3 separate regions of the Gossypium hirsutum genome follow, and all the other regions are linked to region 2. A link is a contact called in public Hi-C data. All regions are on one chromosome and are shown on one strand. Each heading gives the region's core, a stretch centred on a gene start, on an enhancer-like site or on the middle of the called end of the contact. The rest is flanking DNA. Distances are from core to core; before and after follow the strand shown.

Region 1 (3,769 bases), core at 71-2,570, 160 kb after region 2:
AGAAACCAACTTAACACACAAAAACAATAAAGAAAGGAAAGCAACTGAAACATAGAACCAAGTGTTTTTTTTTTCTTTTAAAACTTGTATGTAAGAAAATTGAGGACAAAAGCGAAAACGACTAATCTTTGTCCTAGAAATGTGATTTTAATGAGCAAGTAAAGAGATTATCCCCAAAACCCAACAGCTCTTCAAAGTCCATTAATTTAAGGAATGTTTCCCAACCTATTCCACTGGAAGTAAAAAGCATCATTGAAAAATTAAATATCCACTCAACCATATCAAAATCTTTTATCTTAAAACCCAGGGGGAAACCATCTCTTGCAAATGAGCAATCTTTTTATTTATTTATTTTTTAGTCATAAAAAAAAGTATGAAGCAATTTCAACCCCAATTTTATTAAAAATCTGGTTATGGTTCAAATCAGAAAAAAAAAATTGATTATGGTTTTCAAAATAAAGAGATCAATATAGAAAAAAAAAAAGATCCGTTTTTTTTACAAGAAAACACCAGCATACTGAACAAGATTCCTCAAATCAAAACAAACACACCCAGAGGACAAAAAAAAATTCACAACATCAAAGGTTTAGAAAAGAATAATAAAAGAAAAGGGGAGATAAAAGAGAAGGGGAGATAAAAAATAAAAATAAAAGATGAAAGAAAATCATGTTGGGCTTACTGGTTGGGTGGTGAAAGAACCTATGAGAAATGGACTCAAAGCTCTTCTGAATAGGGAGCACAAGATCAGGTGGCACAGGCAAACCTGCCATCATATACTTAAAGATCAAAGCTTGATGTTCCAGTTCTTGCCATTGTGACACTGTAAATGGTGATGTCCTTATTGCCATCATCCCCCCACCACCACTCCCAGCCCCTCCTCCCCCAACGCCACCACCGCCACCTCCACCGCCACTATTCATCTCCAACGCTACCCAAGAAACTTGTATTTATAAATATATCAATAGTAAGAGAAAAAAAGAACTCGCTATGCTCACTTTTTCCTTCTTTATTCCTAGAAGGTAACCCACTTGTTGTAACTTCAAAAGCCTTTTAAACCCACAAACTGTAACATGTTTTTAGGACTAGGAAGTAGAAAAACTTGGGGACATAGATCAACAAGAACCTCTATCTTCCAACATATTTCTTGTTCCTTCTATTACTATGTCACAAAGTCTCTATCTAACATATATATCTGATTTGCTTTGCTTTGTTATGTGTTAAGGAGAAAAGGGGAGGGAGTGCCTGGGAAGGAATCCCCAAAGCCCAAGTTTAGTCCCATCTTTTTTTCGTTTTTTCTTTTTTTTTTTTTTGAATATAAGTTTAGTCCCATCTTTAATGGGGAAGACAAAAGCCCTTTTTCTCGTAACAATGATGTTAGGGTTAATTATGGCTTAATTGAGTCAATGGTTAGACTAATAAATACTTGAATTTAATTAGCTAAGTGTGGGTTAATTAGTTTAATTTGATTGGATAAATTAATGGTAATAAAGGGGGAGAGTTCCTAAAAAAGGACAAGGGGTGTCTGAACCAGAGATGTTGTTTGTTGTTGTTGGGAAGAGGTTGTGTTGTCTTAAGATGAAGTGATGTGTTAGACAGCTTTCGGTAACCAGTCAAATGTGGATAAAGAGAAAGAACCATTTGACACTGCAAAATTATTATTTGATAAATTATCTTTCAATTAACTGTCACATTTTTGTAGATCATTTTTTAAATATCTAAGAAAACTATTATTTAGTAACAAATAATATATAATTTAAGATATATTTGATTTTTTTAAGTTTTACTTGTAAAATTAAAAATATATGTACAGATAAAATAAAAATAAGTGTTAACTTATTTACGTGCATATGAAATCTAAAAAAAATTTACACGCTGTATAAAAATTAGTTTTTTATTTATACATGTATAGATATATATATATTTCTTTTACTCTTCAGGAGTAGGTTTTTTTTTTGTTTTTTGTTTTTTTTTTAGCTTTATAATTCTGTAAAAACCTTAATAAAACACCGAGATCTTTCTAGCGTCCGGACGTGGGTTTTTTAATAGGATAGGACCCACTATAGTTTTAAATGTGTAAAAACTAAACCGGTGTTAATATATTTTATAAGATTAATTTCATCATTCAACTTTAAAAAATAATAAAATTATCAATAAATTATTATATAGTTTTTATTTAAATTATTATGCTATTAAAATTGATATTGTATTATTTTTTCTATTCACATTATTTACACCAATTGAAAGTTTTCATTTCCCTTCTTTTCTATAGTTTATTTTTTTCATGAAACAATTTTCAACGTCATGATTCTACAAACAAAGATCCATAAATTTATCTTCTTTTATTTTCGAAATTGACCATCGAATCAACTTAGATTTAAAATATGTTTTTCTACTTATCAATGAATATTGATCCACCTTACCAATCATCGAATTGTCAATTAGAGCTCACTAGTCAAACTTATTAATAGTTTAGAGACTTAAATAAAAAAATTAACAACCTAAAGACTTAAATAAAAACTTTCGAATAGTTCAGTAACTTAAATAAAAAATTCTAAATATTCAATGATCTTTTTGTAACTTACTGAAGTTAAGTGACCAAAACATCAACTTATTAATAGTTTATTGACATTGGATGTAGTTTACCTTAATTTTAATTGGCATAATGAGTTTTTTAGCCCTACAACTTTACAAAAAAGTTATTTAATCCCTCCATGTAATTTTTTGTCTCTTTTAACTCTTGAGTTTGTATTTTTGTCAAATCACTCCAAAATTGATGGAAAAGTTAATGTTCGTTTACTTTGCTGACGTGGCATATACATGGATTGCCATCTAGATGACATGTCAAAATTTAATTTACTTTTTAAAATTTTAAAATATATTTTTTAAAATTTTAATGTTTTTTAATTTTTAAAAAGTTTTTATAATTTTTTTAATTTTAAAATTTTAAAAATTAAGTAAATATTAACGTGTTATCCACATGTATGCAACGTCAAAAAAGTTTTAAAAAAAGGTTAAATTTTTCATTCATTTTTAGGTGATTTGACAAAACAAAACAAAAATTAAAGACTAGAAAGATGAAAAATTAAATAGAGAGTTAAAAAGATTTTTATATATATAAAATAGAAGAGTGAAACCATTTTAATCTAACCTTTTAATTTTAGAAATTATTTGTTAAAAGCGAGGGTTTGTTTTAAATTACTAAGTAATTTTATGTGATTATATTTTAGTTTATTAATGTTATTTTTATTTCATATGATTAATATCGGTGATGTAACTGTTGGTAAATGAATTAACAATATGTTTGGTTCAATATAATGAACCATGCATTCAACTCAAATTCAGTGGGCCCACATTAAAGTAGATGTTTGGTATAGTGTAATTGTCTATTACTAGTGTTGATGTTTAGCTCTCTATTCTCACTAGTCCCTGAGTAAAGGCTGAATATTATTTTTTGCCCCACCCTCTAAATTACCCATTCAGAGCAACAGTAGGAATGCCGAAAGATTTAACTTTTTCATTTTTGTCCTCATTTTTTCATCATCATTCTTTTCGCACTTTCATCTATAGCCTCCACATTCAATCCCTTCTCCATTTCCAAAACCTTAAACATCATTGTCCCTTACCAACTTCTAACGACCAAATCCTTAATCCTTCCAACTCTATTTCAATCTCATCAGTTTTTTTTGTTTATAAATTCCCTTACGGGCTTCAATTTTTTGTTACTAAAAAATTACAAGTGTTTATTCTAAATTTGATGGCTTTATTTTAT
Region 2 (3,828 bases), core at 886-3,385:
AGATGTTAGAGTTCCATCCTGGCTTACAAAGTAGTTTCTCATAAAAACTGCTACCTTGTGGCCAATGATAAACCCAGAACAAGGCTTCACAAGAACAGCCTCAACAACTGCATCCATTCTCTCAGCTGGGGTTCCCAAGGTGAACTCAAAGGGACACAAGCACCGTAAAGCATTTGAAGGAAGTATATTTCTTGGGGCATCAAGCGTTGTTGCAACCCCCATTATTAGAATAACAGGAATCTTGATAACCCATTCACTGACAGAAACAAAAAGGCAAGTGCAATACAGATTATTAGGTGAGTGTGATTTGTTTGTTACCATGGGTACTTTTCACTTCCAAAAGAAAAAAAAATAGAAACTACGTTTGGATATAAGAGCAAATAATAAAGACAGGTGTTAGGCATGTATTTGGATATAAAAGCAAGAAAATAACTTGATATTAGATAAAAGGCTCTGAATCCAAAAACTAACAGCAAGCAACACTTATACTAGGAGATGAATAGTAAAGTGAATTTAAACCTAGTGTCAAAAGCATTGAGAACAAGGAAAAGTCTGGTTTCATTAAAAAAAAACATAATGCAGTATCATAAGACTGATCCAGAGCAAGGAGAATCTGAGTGGATAAGTAAATGATAACCAGATAGTTTAGGACTTTCAGGTTGAAAAAGAATGAGAGGATGTGCTATAATACCTTAACATAAGGATGAAATCAGACAAGACAGACCCACAACAACGCTCGATGTCATCAATAATCACAACCACTGGATTATTGCAGTTTTCTTCTCTATACCATGATGCTAAGATTGATATGTCAGCTGGCTGCTCAAACAAAAAGGGAAAAAAGGAACAAGCTCAAGTTACAAACTGCAAGTAAATTATCGTTCAACAGTCAAAGAGAGCTGTTACAAGTACTTACATCCAAAGAAGACATTAAAAACTGTCTTAATAAACTTCTTAGGCAACCACCAACCCCATTTTTGGCAGTAAAGTCAGGTGAGGAAAGGTTAGCAATATGGCATCCTTGATATTTCAAGTGTTTCCCAAGTTCTTCAAAAGTCAGTAGATCATCAACAAACTCCATATTCTCTGTCAACCATCATACACCATAAAGAATAGCTTTTGTAAACGATATATTTATAGCATGCATCATGCACCCAACGAGATAGACCAAAGAATTTTAGTTAAACAAGGTAAGGGCAACAACTCCAACCAAAAATTAAACTAAAGTAGGAAGCAGAAAACTTACTGGTAAGAACAAGACCAGTAAATAGCCTTTTAGAATTAGCATCAGTTATAATAGGGAATGATTGAGTAGCTTCAGGAAACTCGGGAGTCCCAAGTGATCTGATTGTGTCAAAAGATTGATGCACCCAAGTTTGTATCTCGCTAAACACGTTCATATTAATATCTCTCAAAACATCCTGCAAAGCTATACAATTTTTAAAAGGGAAAAGTAAAAGCGTAAGGAATAAATAAACTAGGATTTTTACCTACTTTAATGGTTGATTCAATTTTTGACCAAACAAATTCAAAGGCTTCCATTCTCAAGTTCATGTTTTCATCTTCCTTTTCGTCTTCGATATTCGCAGAATTCTTTGGTGATGCTGAAGACAAATCGGTTCTCCTTGTTCTTCCAGTTCCTGATGATTTTCTATCTGATTTCCGAGACGATCCTTTTTGAAGAACAACAAACGGCTGCCATGTTTTTTTGGGGAAAAATAATGAATAAAAATCTATTCAAAACCTCAACATCTTCAAAGTTAACTAAATAAGTACTTTAACCATGAACTATATGACATGCATTTTTTTAAAATAAATTTACAACGAAGAATTTTTCTGAGAACCAAGCAGAAAAACGTATAAAGTGTGATTAATTTTTTTTGGAAATGAAACAAAAACATTTTTTATTAAAAAAAAAACAATCACAGGGAAAGGAACCTGGAGATTATTTTCGGTGAAGGCTTCGTCAATGGTTGAAGGAGGCGAATCGTCATTTAACGAAGGAGCCATTGATTTTGATTTCGATCGTTTTGATAGATTTTAGAGGAATTTTTTTGCCGTTTTTAGGGTTTATGGGTATTTTTTGTGAGCCAGTTTCTACATTCCAGTTTCCAATCCAGGGGTTCTTTCCTTTCAGTTTTGGCGGGAAATGCCTCAGGGGTATAAATGTCAAACAAAAATATTTCTCTTGATTTTGAGTGGGCTTAGCCGTATTTCTAGATCTTAGTCGGTCTCTTCAATATCCAAATTCAAACGGGCCATCCACTTCTTTTTGTATTATCATTTTCATTCTTGCAAGGCCCACATAAAACAAATTAAATTATGAATTTGTAAAAAGAATTATTTTATAAAAAATTAAAATATTAACTAAAGGTGTGTTTGATAAACTGAAAATCTAAGTGCTGAAAATTTAAGTACTGAATTTTTATTGCTAAATTTTATAAGTGTTGAATTTATATTAGAAAATTGTTTGATAAATTACTAAATATAATTATTGAATATAATTATGTTGTTTAGTAAAAGGAAGGATTGATTTTAAAATATTATTCATTTTTTTAAATTTAATCTTATTAATATAATATTTTATTTTATTTTATTTTATTTTATTTTATTTTGGAGAGTTTTGGATAAAAGATACATATGGTAATTTGAATATCTCATTTTTTTTAAAAAAGATAATTTATTTTAATTTTTTAATAAAATAAAATCAACTTAATATTTTCTCCGTTAAGTGATAAGTAGCTACCTACCTACTTATCTTATTGCTCACTTTTTTTATTGAAAATTTTATATTAAGTAAAAAATTAAAATGATTATCAAACACATTTAAAATATTAAATGTTGAAAATTTTCATTTTTAGTGAAACTTTACTTCCATCCATCCTCAAATCCTCGAGACTCGTTTGGCATCAAAGCCAAGGAGGAACAGATAACTATAAGTTTTGGAGATCTTCAAATTTGTTTTCAATATTTTCGAGTTCTAGTTTAACTATCTTTATTAGAATATTATTATTTTTGTTAAGTATTGATACACAATCCAAGTAGCCATGAGTTAGGCATGTTTAGGAAAATGTATCCTTGTAGGCAATTTTAGTAATTTAGAAATTTTGATAGTAGAACCCTTATAAGAAATTTGAAAACAAAAAGATATTTCCTTCCCTTAGGAGAACCAATTCTTCTACAAGTTTTACTGTAACACCCCAAAATTGGGCCTAGGAGTTTTAGGGTTATATTCGAATATTAGTTTTAGTGTGCTCGAGAATTTTGTAAGCATGGTAATCGAAAATATTTTTGACTATAGCTTTTAGAAAATTAAATCAGTTTTTGAAAAAGATGTTAAAAGGACCTTTACTTTGAAAAGTGGACTGATTTGTAAAAAAGTCTAAATTTTGAGCTTGTAAGAGGCAACTAAACCAAAATTTAAAATCAACCCATATTTCCCTCTTTTCACCCTAGTTTTGACGTGAATAAAAGAAAAAAAAGAAACATTCTCTTCCTTTTTGTTGTGCCATCCCTTTGAGACCCCCAACCTCAATCGCCTATTTTGATCTTCCAAACTCTAATCCTTTAATTTCTATCATCACCCAAGCCATAAACCTCTATAAAGTTCCAAGAAAAACACCTAAAATCGCCATAGATTTCTCCATTGTTAAGTTTTTAGGTTTCTTCGGGTTTTTTATCAAACGCTTGGTTTTTGTAAACTAGGGTAACGGTTCAACTCCTAAATAGTTTTGAATGTTATTTAGTCTTTAAAACTAAGTTTTTAGTCATTAAATCGCATGTTTTGAATAAAAGCTGAAAATTGGATTATTAATGGTGAATTTTAGG
Region 3 (4,348 bases), core at 192-2,691, 230 kb before region 2:
AATTGAAACAAATCCAATGTGTTACTACTTATTAGAAAAACGTAACTTACCTTCCCTTAAATGCATCCATTTCCCTGAAATTGGTGTAAAACAAATGATTTAACAGTGTGCTTTTACCTGTTGAGATCATGGAAAAAAAAATAAAACTTTAAATGGAACAATCAGAACTTACACAGCTACCATGATAAAACACCAAAACTAAAATCTTTCATGGCATGTGTTAGAATTTAAAAAAAAAAATTTATGCAAGAAAGATATATACAAAACTAACTACAGAAGTTTCCAATAATACCATATGGAACAAGTTCATATCAAAGTGAGATATGAAAACTATGCCTTTGTGCAAAGCTGCAGTGACCAAACTCCAAGTTTATCATACTCTCACATGCAACCCAAGTATTTCTAATTCAGTATCATTAAAGAAAATGAGAACAAATAAGCAGCTCAGTATGACCTAGGAATAGGCACCTAAGGACCAAGAAAAGGACAAGTATAAAGCAAGATGTCATAAAGATATAAAAGCATACCGCTGCTCTGAGGTCCCATGATAGCAACCACAGCATATGACAACCCGCATTCAGCAAGCTTAATTTCCTTGATAAGGCGGTCAGTTCCAACATCATTGAACAATCCATCTCCATCAATAAGTTGAATTGAATGACATTCCTCAGTCGTGGCTGTGAAGCGAAATGTCCGTAGCATGTATAAGTAAAGAGAATGAAGGTTCCATCAGCAACTTTAAGATTAAAATATCCATATCAGTTGATCAAGGAAAATTTAAGAATATCTCAACTAAAAAGAATTAGTATATTCATTAATTCAGACAGATAAATTTGGCAACTTTAATAAATTTGGCAACTTTAATATTAAGGAGCTGATAAGCAAAATCGGATTTTTCACTTTTCTTTTTTAGTTTTCTTCAGTTTCCTCAGCAGCCAAACATGCAGTATACATAAAATCTATCTATAGACCCGATCCAAACAGAAAAATTAACTTCAGACTACAATACTTTAAAGAAACTCTTAAAAAACCTAAAAACCAAGTTTAAATATAAATTTTAACATAAAAGAGATCGCATCGCTCATTAACTAATAGTAAAAGAACAAAATTATTAAGGCGGCGCGGATGCTAAAACGCTCTGGTTCAGTTACATCATAGAAATTAAACAAGAAACCGAATAAAATTAACTAAACAAAGGAAGAAACGGATCACTTAAAACAGCTATAAACAGAGAGAAAATAATAAGGCAAAACAGAAATGGGAAAAGAAAAGAATAAGATGAGACGATGCGATGCGATGCGATGCGAGAACGTACCCATTGAATCTTGTTTGAAAGTGATAGCTCAGAAACTGAGGAGATCGATGTCAATGAAAGACAGAGAAAGAGGAGAAAAATAGAGAGAGGCTTTGAAACTCGTCTTTAGTCTACTGTTTTTTTTTCTTTTCTTTAAAAGTGGGCTGGACTGGGTAATCAAAGACCGCAAAGTAAATAAGTTTAATTTTATATTTAGTCCCTAAATCTGTTAGATTTTCCAAATTTAGTCCTTCCCTTTTTAATTTCAAGAATTTGATAATTACTTATAATTTGAAAATTAGAGTCTAATTAGTAATGTTATTAATTCATTTCTATTAATTTGAGTATGCAGAATTTTAATGTTCAAAAGTATGATTTGAAAATTTAAATCTCAATTATAATAATGTATTTAAATTTAACATAATTCAATTAGCAATGAGATAGGTAGTAAATTTTGAAAAGTAAAAGAGAAAAAATTAGACCCAGTAATTAATACTTCGATAATAATTAGTTTTCCTTTTTTATTAAATTTAAAATTTTAAAAAATCTTAATAGATTTAAAAAAAATCAATACAAATTAAACTCAGATGCATGCATCCTCAAATAAGTCTCCATACACCTCCAATGAAGGTACAGAGATGGAAGCATCTGATTAGTTGTCCAAGACAAAAGGACAAAGTTTTTGGTAGGAATTGTGTTTGGTTGGGGGGTCAGCTGCACGATCACCGATTCTAGCGGGGCCCATCAACCGCCCATATATTTTTCCGAAAAGTGGGCGGTGTGTGATCGGCTGCTTTAACAGCGACTGTACACACGCTCTAATAACCCCATGTTTCAGAGCCGCATGGGTCCAGCATGGCTGCTCCACTGTTCTGTTGTGTGTAGTGTGGAACCCACCAGAAACCAAATTTAAAATGAAAAAATGAGTGTGGTTAAACCTAGACCTGCCCATGGGCAGGACGGTCTGGTCCGGCCCGACGCCCGCCGAAATATGGATTTGGGCAAAAAGTAGGTCAGGCCTCGAGCACCAATTTTATTTTCATAATCTCGCATTTCATTCATAATCTTATATTTTCATAATATTATCACATAACATAATCTAATATTTCACAAAACAAATGTACCCTTGTAGTTAAATTTTATATGATAAATTAATTGTACAAATATTTTATTTTTATTTTTTACAAACATTTATTTTAAAGAAAGGCCACATCTGAATTATGTAATTTTAGCACCTCTTCTAAATACGCATTTAATTTATGTATTGTTTCATCAATTAAAACATTAAGTGTGTTGAATTTAAATTATAAAAATCTATTTGATAAGTAAGTATTGATTAGAAGTATATTTTTTGATGATGTAAATCTTGAATTACGAAAATATTTTATTTACATTTTATCATTAATTTTTAATATTTATTATTATACTTGCAACATCATTATCCGAGGTATCGAGATACCACATTCGTTGTCAAAGCAACTACGATCACTCCAAATCAATTTAATTTTTTTTTTCAAGTTGTTAAGCTTAAAATACAATTAAATGTGATTCAAACACTTATCTAAGCTTGAAACAAGCTTACGAAAGCTCCCGAGGTTATCAAAGGTCATTTAGGGACCAAATTGCAAAGTCCAAACTTTCAGTGCTCGTTGCGACTTCATGGATTCCATGTTACGACCTCACTCACTAACTTGAACTCGTCGCGATTTCATAAGGCCTGACACCACAACCTCAATCTTGCCACCTTAAATCTTAAGAATTTTTTTTCTTCCTAGCATTAATGGCAACATTCATATGGTATATACCAACCAAATTCAACCTTTATAACATTCACACATGCCCCAATAAACCATTCAAATATGCCAATTTGAACCTTAAATATCACCTATTTATACTCAATTCCAAATCATACAAAACCAATTTACAAGATTTACAAAATGAATCAAAAGCACCAAAGCTTTCATTGAAATCAACCAAAACTTTTCCAACATATCCCTAAGTATATGCCAAAGACTTAAGTCCAAAAAATTTAAATTCATACTCTCTTCAAGGCTTGATTTTGTGATGAGATAAGTTGGAGATGATCTTCACCCTAAAGCTTCAAAACGATCTTCACCTACGTTGTAACGACTCAATTTTTAATGGTATCAAAAAATACGGTTTTGGGACCCTTTTTTGTAAACTGAGCCCGTAAATATTAAATAAAAATATTTACAAAGTTATTAGATAGGTAAATTAAATTTTGGATAAGTGATTTAGCCGAAATTACGTTTAATTAGGGCCCAAGGACTAAATTATAAAAGTCCAATTGCTATAGGTTTTTAATTAAAAAATAATTCGAGGACTTAAATTACAATTAACCTAAGTTCTAAAACAACAATTGGAACATGTCAAAAATTTGATAGTGGACGGTTGGATTAACAATGTCATTAGCTTAATTAAATTAAGATTTAATTAATTTAAAACATGTTTAATTAAAACTAAGCATAATTGCATAAAATACCCTCAACCTTATGATGTTTTTAAAAATCAACTTAATTTTAATGGTAAATGTGAGTTGACTCTCAGTCAAACGACAGGTCAATGAAGTAGCCTATATGGCATGCTACATAAGTACAATGTCATTGATGATATCACCAAAACAAAAAAAATTCTTTTTTTTCGATGTTCTTTGTTCTTCTCTCTTTCTCTCTTCCCCTAAAACTGTTGTTACAATAAAAAAAACACCTACCACCATTTTCATCAAAACCCACTCCTGCATTTCACTCTTCCCCAAGTACGCCTCTCACTGCCGCTTTGTCCCAGCCTCGACTTTCTCTCCTTCCTCTCCCTCTGCATCTCCTCCAGTCCCTGAACCAATTTCGTTCAACTTATCAGCACCCCTAGGAATTGAATAAAGTATTTTTTTAAACCCTAAACCTGAAGTTTTTTTTCCTTCTTAAGTCATGAGATTTTGAGTTACGGTTAGGTTTGTGTTATCTGATCTTTGCTATATTTGATTTTAAGCTTTTGCTCCTATTGCTTACCCCTTCACTCTTCCTCTAGTGCCTGTCG

What was found. A called contact is a pair of places that touch in the nucleus more often than the background predicts.
Region 1: a contact with region 2 is called in a Hi-C map of leaf, with 2.9 times the contacts expected there. The contact joins the promoter of LOC107950614 here to the promoter of LOC107940023 in region 2. A contact is called at or near these places in 15 of 34 Hi-C or Micro-C datasets (anther, callus, cotyledon and 4 more).
Region 3: a contact with region 2 is called in a Hi-C map of leaf, with 2.1 times the contacts expected there. The contact joins the promoter of LOC107950662 here to the promoter of LOC107940023 in region 2. A contact is called at or near these places in 6 of 34 Hi-C or Micro-C datasets (hypocotyl, leaf and petal).

The regions. Positions count from the first base shown.
Region 1 is chrD03:10,089,819-10,093,587 of Gossypium_hirsutum_v2.1, reverse strand. LOC107950614 (growth-regulating factor 4) reads right to left here and starts at 1,320. Exons shown (of 4, transcript XM_016885495.2): 1 at 680-1,320. The coding sequence starts at 920.
Region 2 is chrD03:10,246,656-10,250,483 of Gossypium_hirsutum_v2.1, reverse strand. It overlaps LOC107940023 (origin of replication complex subunit 3), which reads right to left and starts at 2,135. Exons shown (of 18, transcript XM_016873430.2): 1 at 1,939-2,135; 2 at 1,495-1,695; 3 at 1,247-1,421; 4 at 917-1,086; 5 at 692-819; 6 at 1-256. The coding sequence starts at 2,010.
Region 3 is chrD03:10,476,631-10,480,978 of Gossypium_hirsutum_v2.1, reverse strand. It overlaps LOC107950662 (protein ROOT HAIR DEFECTIVE 3), which reads right to left and starts at 1,441. Exons shown (of 23, transcript XM_016885544.2): 1 at 1,316-1,441; 2 at 528-677; 3 at 51-74. The coding sequence starts at 577. It overlaps LOC107950931 (a long non-coding RNA gene), which reads left to right and starts at 3,954. Exons shown (of 3, transcript XR_001698270.2): 1 at 3,954-4,262; 2 at 4,340-4,348.